Linked DNA regions of Mus musculus: region 2 is linked to region 1. A link is a contact called in public Hi-C data. All regions are on one chromosome and are shown on one strand. Each heading gives the region's core, a stretch centred on a gene start, on an enhancer-like site or on the middle of the called end of the contact. The rest is flanking DNA. Distances are from core to core; before and after follow the strand shown. Region 1 holds the start of Cntln (centlein, centrosomal protein). Region 2 overlaps Cntln (centlein, centrosomal protein).

Evidence for each region. A called contact is a pair of places that touch in the nucleus more often than the background predicts.
Region 2: a Hi-C map of rod photoreceptor shows a contact between it and region 1, with 2.0 times the contacts expected there. The contact joins the enhancer-like site here to the promoter of Cntln in region 1. A contact is called at or near these places in 16 of 39 promoter capture datasets (the 3T3-L1 cell line, 3T3-L1-derived adipocytes, the C10 cell line and 10 more), 2 of 484 Hi-C or Micro-C datasets (cerebral cortex and rod photoreceptor), 2 of 115 datasets of contacts at active chromatin or transcription factors (bone marrow-derived macrophages and forebrain) and 3 of 9 other capture datasets (adipose tissue, liver and pancreatic islet).

The regions. Positions count from the first base shown.
Region 1 is chr4:84,881,050-84,886,628 of GRCm38.p6, forward strand. It overlaps Cntln (centlein, centrosomal protein), which reads left to right and starts at 3,260. Exons shown (of 26, transcript NM_175275.4): 1 at 3,260-3,775. The coding sequence starts at 3,416.
Region 2 is chr4:85,058,635-85,064,213 of GRCm38.p6, forward strand. Cntln (centlein, centrosomal protein) reads left to right here. Exons shown (of 26, transcript NM_175275.4): 16 at 4,547-4,721. Among named protein-coding and RNA genes, the nearest start is that of Sh3gl2, 140 kb to the right of the region's middle. Within about 2 kb of position 3,232, at least 1 of the 459 cell types and tissues checked has an H3K27ac peak or open chromatin away from gene starts, as enhancers often do. A contact at or near this core is called in rod photoreceptor, where this site is marked.

The DNA of each region.
Region 1 (5,579 bases), core at 2,010-4,509:
GGACTTAAAGAAATAATTCTAAGAACATGGGCAAATGTCCAAACACATTCAGGGATACTCAGTGCCACTGGTCAAAGGGAACAAACAAACAAACAAACAAACAAACAAGTCAAAGCCACACACATAATAAGCAGTGGCTTGGGTGTTAAGAGAATTAAAACCATAACCCAAACAAAACAAAATATACATATTGGCATGGTTGTAGAGAAATTGGAGCCCTAATACCCCGCTGACAGGAACAGAAAGTATACAAGTATAAAAACCTCAGGGGGGTCTTTAAAATTAATTAATCACTGGATGCTCTAGAGATTTCGCTCATAGAGAATTAACCATGGAGTTTCCAAGAGAATCCTACACACAAATGTTATAGCAGTTTTATCCATGATAGGTAAACGATGGAAATAATGTAAGCATATACTGACTGATGAAAAGATAAAGAAAAATGTGGTTTATCCACACAATAGAGTCTTATTCATCTACAAAACCACAATAGGCTAGAGGATGGGCACTTCAGTTAAGAACATCTGTTGGTCTTGCGGACTACCCAGGATGGTTCACAACCACCAATATCTCCATTACAGGAAGGTGTCTAACATGCTCTTCTGACTTTTGTGGGCATCAGGCACACACGTGGTATACATACATACATACATACATACATACAGGCAAGTAAACACACACACAAATAAATCTTTCTTTTAAAAAATAATAAAGTATTGATATATACTACAACATGGGTGAATTCTGATATAATATATAAAAGCAGACATAAAAGCTTACATAGACTCCATTCTTCAATGTTTAGAATAAAAATGTACAGAAATAGATAGAAGTTGGTGATTTTGGGGTTAGTGGGAGGAAGAATGTGAAATGACTGAATGGGCATGGAGGTTCTGACTTGAGATGATAAAAATGTTCTGGAACTAGACTGTGGGGATGGTTACTAACATAATACTACTTCATTGATAGTTGAAATAATTTAAAACGTTATGTGATAAATTTTACGTTAAGTGATATTGCCATTATACAAGTCTTCTAAAAGTATTTGCCTAGGCAAAGATACAGATTCAAGATATTACCCTTTGGGAGACTCTATCTATCCATCTATCTATCCATCTTGTATCTATTATCCTATCTATCTATCTATCTATCTATCCATCCATCTTGTATCTATTATCCTATCTATCTATCTATCTATCTATCTATCTATCCATCTTGTATCTATTATCCTATCTATCTATCTATCTATCTATCCATCTTGTATCTGTTATCCTATCTATCTATCTATCTATCTATCTATCTATCCATCTTGTATCTATTATCCTATCTATCTATCTATCTATCTATCCATCTTGTATCTATTATCCTATCTATCTATCTATCTATCTATCCATCCATTGTATCTGTTATCCTATGTATATTTATAATACTTCTATCATCTATCACCTATCAATTGATCGATTGAGATATTGCATCAAACACACTAGAAATCATAATAGAAAATATTACATTGCTTTTCCAAAGACTCTAGGGTTAAATGAAGAAATAAGCAATGACCAGTAGGAGGCACTCACATGTATTTCAGGCTATACCAGTGAATTCCCAGTGTTAAACCCAGTAAAATACCATATATTCTTGGAATGCAATGCTTTGTTTCAAATTACTGTTGAGATGAAAGGCATTGTTTTTTGAATTAAATGGATTTAAACTCTAGCTTCTCTAATATAGTATCAGACATGGAGTGTCATGAAATTTACAATGACCTCTGAAGTCTCAGTTTCTAGTACAATGCGGATGACATCTAATTCGATATAAGTGAATTTAATTTGAAAACTATTATTGGACTCAGCAAATGTTAGATGTTCAACACGATAGTTCTTTGTAGGACAAGTTTATATGTACTTTTCCTTTTTTATTTCTATGGGTACCTATGTGTGTGGAGACCTGAGGTCCTGCGTCTCCTTCAATCATTCCCCATCTCAGTTTTTGAGACAGAGACTCTTAATGATCTTGGAGCTTGCAGATTTGGCTAGAGTAGCTGACCAGCAAGTCACAGGATCTGGCCTCTGTCTCCTAAATTCTGGGATTACAGGTCTGCCAACATCATGGCAGCCGGCTTTGGAAAACACACGTGGGCTCTGAGGGATTGAATTCATGATTTCACGGCAAGCACTGCATGGGCTGAGCCATCATGGCCCCGAGCCCTACATGCACTGGAAACATGTAATTCTCTAATACACTTTGCAGTGTTGGAAGGATGACCAGAGGCAGTCTTCGGGCATGCCGACTCAGTACAGGCAAAAATGGTTTGAAAATGGTAACTTCACGGTGGGACTCTCAATCCCTACTTCAAATCTCTTCCAAGAATTCTGTAAACTTTTCCTAGAAAACAAAACAAACAAACAAACAAACACCCCCCCCCCAACAAACCAGCAACAACAAAAAAGTAATTCTATCTTTCTGTGAAACTCAGCTCAGCGTGCGCGCGTTCACTAAGTTTAGCACTCTGGAGGAAGTGTCTTAAGGGCAAAGAAAGGTTATTGTGTTTTTGAAGTTTATAGCAAAGCAAGTGAGAAAAGACCAGAGACTAAAAAAGTGAGTCAGTCTCATTTCTTTCATCAGACTCCATTGCTGACTTTAGTTCGGTCCAAGGACACCAAGCCGTTGGGCCTTGTAGGACAAAGTTGCTCTGATATCCAGCCAAGGGATAAAGAAATTGACATAAAGACTCAAAGGAAACCATGACTCTTGCAAAACAAAAGACAAAGGGTGTAGGAAGGATCATAATTCAAGTGGGAAGCCTGCTCGATAGTCCCAGCTCAGCACAAGGCTTTCCGCGTCTCCTTGACTTCAGTCGGTTAGATGTCAGCCGCACGTAAGGCAGCGTTGCCAAGGGGTGTGAAGAAAACACTTAACTCTAAAACCTATTCCCTGATCCTCAAGGAGCTTACAACAGCGTTGGAGAGATTAGCGGGGTAACTAACACTTGAGGGCGGTCAATGAAACGTGAAAAACGAGTTGGCAGAAGCCTTGGAGGAGGAAAGAATTCACAGTTCTGGATCACTGGGGGCTGGGGGCTTGTCAGGAAGGCTTTAAGACGAGGGATGTAAAGTAGGCCCTCGGCGGAGCTAGGGCGTTAGGAGGGCGGGAAAGTCAGGCACTTCGGACTCGGGACAGTGGAGGCGCCAGCAATGAACTTGCTGGTCGAGCCTCCGCCGGCCCGGCGCGCATGCGCAGATCAGCTCAGCCGCCCGCGCTCGGAGCTGGGCCCGCGGCAAGCCCACTAGGAACCGCGATCGCCGGACCAGGCGGGAAAAGCTCCGCGCATGCGTAGGACGGCAGGCCAGGCTCCCCAGGATGGGGAAGGGAAGGTGGAGTTTTCAAGCGGGAACTTGACCCGTTAGGCGCCGCGGCCATGGCGGCGCGCTCGCCGTCTTCCTCGCCGCCTCCGCCCCCGGTGCGGCGGTCCAGCCGGCGGTCCCTGCGCGTCGGGCGCGGAGCCGAAGTGCACGCTGTGCGCAGCGAGGCCTCGGGTCTGGCGGGCGCCGCGAGGGAGGTCGTCGCGGATAAAAGCGACTTACTTTGGAGGGGCGAAGAAGGGTCAGGGGGACGGCGAGGGTCGGGGCGGGCCGGGGCCGCTGTCGCTCCTGTCGCCAGCGCGCCCGCGGGTTCCTGGTGGCCAGAGGGCCTCTCCTCGGAGGAGGCGAAGGCGACGCGATCGCAGCTGCTGGAGGAAGAGCTGAGCAGCCTAAAGGAGGAGCTGGCCCTGTGTCAGGTATCAGGACTGGCCGCCGGCCTTCCTGTCCACGGCCCCGGCCGGGGGCAGCGCCGCCCATCACCGCCGCCCGAGCTCATGCTCGCGGCCCGGGGCACCTAGTGAACCCTCCCGGGACGCGCCCTCCAGGCTCCACGCCCTGCCTCTGCCCACTGTCTGGGCTGCAGGCTCTGTCCCGCTGCAGACCCGGGTTTCGATTTTAATAGGATGCTCTCCAGAGGCTCCTTCCTCAAAGCCCAAGTTCCTGGTGCTGTCTAGTGATACCCAGTGCCCACGAGTGGAGTGCATTCGTGAATTGAAATAAACAGGACCGTGTCAGAAAAATAAAATCCACTGATGGAAATTGCCCGTTTTTAAACTTCAGACCCACACTTAACCCTTGTTCTTACCTTGTTAAACTTAAGTTCCAAACACAACCACAGTTTTTAGAAAGCCCTGGGAACGGGACTACAACCTTAGGATGCTACGTATTCATTTATTAACTTCCAGTGATCCCATAGTGAAGTACTTTCATGTGAGTGTGCCAGAGGAAAGCAGTTGTTAGAGCAGTCATCTCACATTACTTCCCAGATTAGTTTGAGGGTTTGGGGATGGTGAGCTTGCCTGTCCTTCAGTGCAGAGTATTTATTTATTTATTTATTTAGTTAGTTTATTGGTTTTGCCTTCTCACCACCATCTCCTTAGATTTGGCTCTAACCACATATAGGGTTAGGAAATAAAAATGTTGAGAATTCATTCAGTTAATTACAAGTCTTTAAGGGAAAAAAATCGCTGTATTTAAGAGACACTAATTAGGAACCGCCAACACCAGAGACAGCATCAACAGAGCAGCATTATCACGTTAGATTAGTAAAACCTTGAAACTCTCTTACGGTTCTGTTGGGTTCTCTTGCTCCGTTTTATAGGTCTTTTCTGTAAAGACAAGAGAATCGTGTGTAACTTGAATACATCATTGGTTAAGCAGATTGGGGAGCAATGATCAGACTGCACCCCTTTCAGTTACTCATTTTCTATTGGCTGGCAAAACAGCAAAAGGATGTCTATAGGTCAGGGATGAACTAAGGCATTTTGTCCTCTGTAAACCTCGCCCTTGGGGAATTTAAAGATGTGTGCTCATGCTAAAGGCTTTGCTAAAGTAACAATCAATGGCCCTGCCCACATATTCTATACTGTCTCTCTACTCCCATATTTATAACCTTAAAGATGAAAATGTCCAGTATGGTACTGGCCTTGGTGATTTTGGGCACTCCTGGACTAGGAAATGATTGCAATACTTGAGGCAGATGTAAGAAATAGAAATGGTCCTGATTAGCTTAGAATGGCAATTCTTGAAATTTGATAATATTAGGAGATGATCAGAGACATTTCAGTAATAGATTCCAAGAAAGGAGGTTGGCAGTATCAAGATTATAGCCAAATCATTTTCTTGTCATAGGGAGACTAAGGGGAAATAACTAAACTAGTTGTAGCATAACAAAGTTAAACCTTTAGATTTTTCATGTGAATTTTACTTATTATCCACCCATAAATCACAGAACCTGAGAATATTTCAATATATTGTTAGTGCAATCTAAAGTAAAAAAAAATCATTTTATATTTCAACTTACATGGAACACATATATAGGTATGAAACACTTGTATAGGTCTATGCAGTTGCAGAGAGATTACTTACCATAACAGAATGTCATCAACTTTCCTAAGTTTCTTTAAAAATATTACTGAGATTCAAATAATATTTATGCCCTGTAAGGGTCAAACATGCAGCTTTGAAAAAAGAGCTTTGCTACTGAATGTATTACCATGA
Region 2 (5,579 bases), core at 1,982-4,481, 180 kb after region 1:
TAATCCTTACATCTTAATTAATTTTGTTATTGCAGCCATCCCAAATTTTTAATAAACATAGTATTTATCATTCATGAATTTAAGATTAATTAAGGGAACAGTCAGTTTAACATAATAATTTGGGTCTGATTTCCTAATCCATACTCCTGAGGTTCCTCATATGAAATCCCTTCCTAAATAATGGCAATTCTTTCACTTATACCAAAGGAAAACTTGGACTCATCCTTGAATGCAGTCTTCATTTCCAACATCCCATCAATTGGGAATTCATCATGTGTTTCTTCTAAAACCACAGACCACCCTCACCGCTTGTGTTGTTCCAACATGGGCATGTATCTCACCATTTGTCCAGTTTCCTAACCAGGCTATTTGGCCACACTGAACTGCCAGTTCTTCCTGCTGAGCAGGGATGTCTGCATCTCAGGTGTCTCAGCTGTATGGGCATACCCTACCTTCTGTGTGGAATGTATTTTCATCCTTTACCTGTACCCCTTCTCTAAGACTGCCCAGAGACCATTGTGTTCCAAATAGCAGCCTTGTCCTCTTTGTGTCTTGGACCCTGCACTTTGCTCATCCTCTGCTCAGTGTGGTCTTCCAACAGCTCTGATTACCTAGCAGCACACTGCATAACCTTTAATGCATTGTGGTTATCAGCTGCTCTTTCCTGGTGAGAATAGGAGCTTTCTGAAGGCATCTACTATAGAGCTTTCACATCAGTGAGTGTATCCTGCCTGCATGAAACATCGTAAACAAGAAATAAGACTTTGAAAATGATAAATGGAAGAAAATGAGGAAAATGAAACACTGCTCCATCTCTACCTCAAAGAAATGTTTTCAATCGTTTCTATCCAAATACAAATAACAATATTAATAAAATAACAGAATAAGTAATTGCATTGAGTCTACTGTTCTGAAGCTAAATTTTAGTATATGGAAAGAATTTATAAATGTGATAAGTTGCTATTCTGACTTTGAAAAAAAACAACAGAAGTAATAGTTTAAATGAAGCCTAACTATCTTATCAGGACATTAAAAAATAATGATTTAAAAATGTGTTTTAAAAGAAGAATTAGGGCTGATGAGATGGCTCAGACAGGAAACCTTCTATACAAGTCCAGATCCCTAACACTCACAAAAAGGATGTGGTTTTGTTTGTCTCTCTGTTTATAGCACACAGCTATAACTCATTAACTGGGGAGGGGTTTGATGTGGCGACAGGTAGATTCTAGAGCTCACTGGTCACAGAGTTTATTTAATTGGTGAGCTCAGAGATCAGCGAGAGACCTTGTCTCTTAAAAGGTTAAGAGCAGTTGAAGCAAACATAGGATGTAAACTTCAGGCCCCTACTGGCATGCACACATGTATGCATGTACACCTGCATGAATGTGAGTGTACATAGTACACACAAACCCAAATACACATTAACCCAAAGACGCAAGTGTGTATGTGTGTATGCATACACACACTGTCTTAGTTAGGGTTTTACTGCTGTGAACAGACACCATGACCAAGGCAACTCTTTGGTTTTTTGAGACAGGGTTTCTCTGTGTAGCCCTGGCTGTCCTGGAACTCACTCTGTAGACCAGGCTGGCCTCGAACTCAGAAATCCACCTGCCTCTGCCTCCCGAGTGCTAGGATTAAAGGCATGTGCCACCACACCTGGCTTCAAGGCAACTCTTTTAAGGACAACATTTAATAGGGCTGGCTTACAGGTTCAGAGGTTCAGTCCATTATCATCAAAGTGGGAGCATGGCAGCATCCAGGCAGGCATGGTACAGGAAGAGCTGAGAGTTCTATGTCTTCATTTGAAGGCCTCTAGGAGAAGACTCACTTCCAGGCAGCTAGGATGCGAGTCTTAAAGCCCACACCCACAGTGACACACCTACTCCAAGGCCTCACCCCAAACAGTGCCATTTCCTGAGCTAAGCATAGTCAAACCACCCCAACAACTGATTTCTGAAAGTCTGCCTAGTTCTTGAAAATAAATTTTTATCAGGCAGATCTATGCCTTTTTCTCTAACCTGGGCCTATACTGAGGACTGAGCACAGAGCCTTCCTCATGCTAAGTGCTCTACCACTGACCTGTTACCCAGCCCACATCTTATCTCACCTTTAAACACAATGTATCTGAACCTTAACAAGGCATACTTATCAACTTTGTCATTAAAAATGGCCCTCAAAAATCAGAAAGTAGATACACTTCAGAATATGAGAGGTGGAGAAAAACTTTACAATGTGGAATCATGATTTCCAAAGATGTCAGCAGACTAGGAAGATCCTGTTGTATATATAATAAGACTTCAGAACAGTTCACTTTGAGTACAAAATGTCTGTTGTTTAGCGACTCTAGAAGAAATAGATATTTAATAGTCAATATGTAGAAATACTGTATGAGTCTATTTTAGAATGGACATGCCAAAGAGAATTATACAAGTTTAGCCCCAAGAAGTCCTTCTAAGAAACACTTAACGTAGAGTTCTTAGGATGTGAATCTGAATTCTCACTTTGTTGCTAGGTTAGCATAAGCTAGAGCATGTTCAAGAGAGACCAAGGCAGTGAAGCATCTCAAAATCATTTAGAATAGGAAAATTAGGACAAGCCATGAGCTGTTTTGTTTCCCTAAAGATGTATCAAAGAGTATGTATCTATGTAAAATAGTTTAAATGTATCTACGTGAAAAAGTTATTGTTATGTCCTCTTCAACCTCAAAGCTTGTTTTTTTTCCAAATCATTTTAATCGTGAATATACATTTTCATACAAGTCTCTTATATGCTTTGAACATAGTCCATCCCTTCTCTCCTTTTCTCTCTGTGTTTCCCTAAACTTTTCACTTCCATTGTCTTAGTCACTGTTCTGTTGCTGTGAGAAGACACCATGACCAAGGGAACTCTTATTAAAGAAAGCACTTAGTTGGGGACTTGCTTACAGTTTCAGAGGCTTAGTCCATTATTATCATGGCAGGGAGTATGTCAGCACGCAGGCAGGCATGGTTCATTGGGGGGGGGGGGGGGGTCAGGCAGGTAAAACTACACTGAGATGCCATCTCACTCCAGGCAGAATGGGGGCATTATGAAAACAAATAACAACAAAATCTGTTACAGGCATGGCCCAGTGAAGAAGTAGCTTCGAGCTGTGTATCCTCACCCTCAGGCAGCAGGCACAGAGAGAGACTGAGCCTGGCTTGGGCTTTGGAAACCACAAAGCCCCCCCCCCCCGACCCCCCTCAGTGACACATTTCTTCTAATGAGGTCACACTGCCTAATCTCTGTAATCCTGTTCAAGAGTTTTACTCTGTGATGAATAAGCATACAAATAAATGAGCCTGTGGGGGCCACTCTTGGTCAAACTACCAAATCAACTATCAGCACCAGATATGCTTTCAGATACCTGTGGAAAATCTTATCTGTGAATAAGAGGAAACATGAGATTTGTCTGTTTGAGACTGACTTATCACTTAGTGGTTGTCTCCAGTTGTAGCCATCTTCTTTCAAACAACATAACTTCATCTTTGATGTTGGAAAAGAATTCTGTTCTGTCTTTACATCATCTTCATCCATCCCTGAGTCGATGGGCATTCAATTGGGTTTCATAACTTAGCTTTTGTGAGTAGCGCTGCAGTGTTATTCTGCAAGCATCTCTTTGGCATAGTGACTTGCAGTCTTTTTGGTAAGTACCCACAAATGGTCCAGCTGAACCATATGGGAGATCTAGTTTTAGTTTGGAACTTCTATGCTGATTTTGACCGTGGTTGGACTAGTTTTCATTTTCTTAGGCATTACATGAGAGTTCTCTCTCTTTCATTGATAGCCTTGCCAGGTTGGTTTTGTTGTTATTTGTTCTTGTGATGACTTCCATTCTGTCCGGAGTGAGATGGCATCTCAGTGTAGTTTGAATTTGCATGTCTGTGGTGGCCAGTGAATGATCTTCAAATGTTTAATCGCTTCATTGCTTCCTTTGTTTTTCTCTCTCGAGCACATCACTGCTCATGTACTGTGTATTTTACTCATCCTTATCTGGATATTCTTATAGTCCAGATTGTTACTATGATGCAAGGTATATGAAGGCATGGATTGTTTCCCCCTATTTTATTATTTACTACTTTAACCCTTTTGTAGACAAAAGTTCCTGGCTCATAGCGGGTATACTATTTCAGATATAAGGAATAAAACTATAGCCCATGGTAAAAGGCCCAACAGATAAAAATTTTATACCTTCTGGGGGGGGGGGGGAGGGAACTTACTGTAAAAAAAGAAAAAAATTAACTTGTGTGCCCTGGCTTGGAGACTGGCAGTCAGGCACCATGGGCTTCCTGGACTGATGCTCTGCAGGGACACTTCCAAAAGGGGCTGGTGGGAATATTGTGCTAGGGATCAAGTTTCCTGATGAAGTTCTTGAAATGTATAAGTTTAATAGTGAGAACCAAACAACAGTGATCACCATGTTTGGAGAAGTGCATATGTAACTCTGTCTTGCTGGGGTTCATTTTATCCTTTTTTTTTTTTTTTTTTTTTTTGATTCTTGTATTTTGTTTTGTTTTTAAAGCAGTGATTCTGAAACACAAACCTTTCAAAATTTGGGAACAATTATTGTGGAAACATCCCAGAATATAAGCCCTATCGAAGATGGTAGAAACCAGAAAGAAATTGACCAAACAGAAGGCAGCTGTGCTCAACAAAGAGCTATGCAGACGTACTCATGTGAGGACATCAAGGCCCCGCAGGTATGCTAGCTTTTCTTAGCTCCACAGTACGTTCTTAACCTTGTCCTCTCTATAAAACTTAAATTGATGCATTGTACCACTATTTAAATTTGAATCCCTAAAAAAAAAAAACTGTCTTCTTGAAAGTAGACAGCAAAAATACTCACTTTTGAATCATCTTCAAACACTTGTTTGCAATTTTGCAAAGGTAAAATGAAAATAAACACCAGGTGTATAAATCTTAAGACAGTCTTATTTCAAGGAATAGGAAATGTTAAAAAAACAATAAGCTCATTATTGTGTTTAAGGATATGAACTATAACAAATGAAGAAATGTTTACTTTTGCTAGCTGTCATTGTGATAAAGCTATATTCTTCCTGTGCTCTGCCACCTGACTAATGGTAACTAGCTGGTTTCTACAGACATTACTATTTGGTGGCTGAGGCAGGAGATTAGGAGTACGAGGCCAGCCTAGCCTGGTTTATATAGTGAAAGACTCTAGCTTTAAAAAAAAATTTTTTTTAACTTTTTTGTGGTTGCTATTTTTCTCCATATTACTTAATAGACTGAGTTGTTTATTATCACTATACATATACAGCCTAATGAACTTGTAAATGGAAGACACTCAAGTTCTCAGTGATATGACAAGCATATGTAAACCCTTTTCATAAATCTACAAACGATTTTAACAGAACATAATGAAATGATAGCCAGTGTGTGTAGAAAATATTAGACTTCCTCACCAAGCCCTTGACTGAAATCGAGTCACTTCCTTTGTATTATCAGTTTGCTCCCTTCAAGTTTTGATGAAGTCTCCTCTCTGGAGACTTATGAGTAGGAGACAAAGCCTCTGGTCCCTGGCATTTTGTGTTCACTGC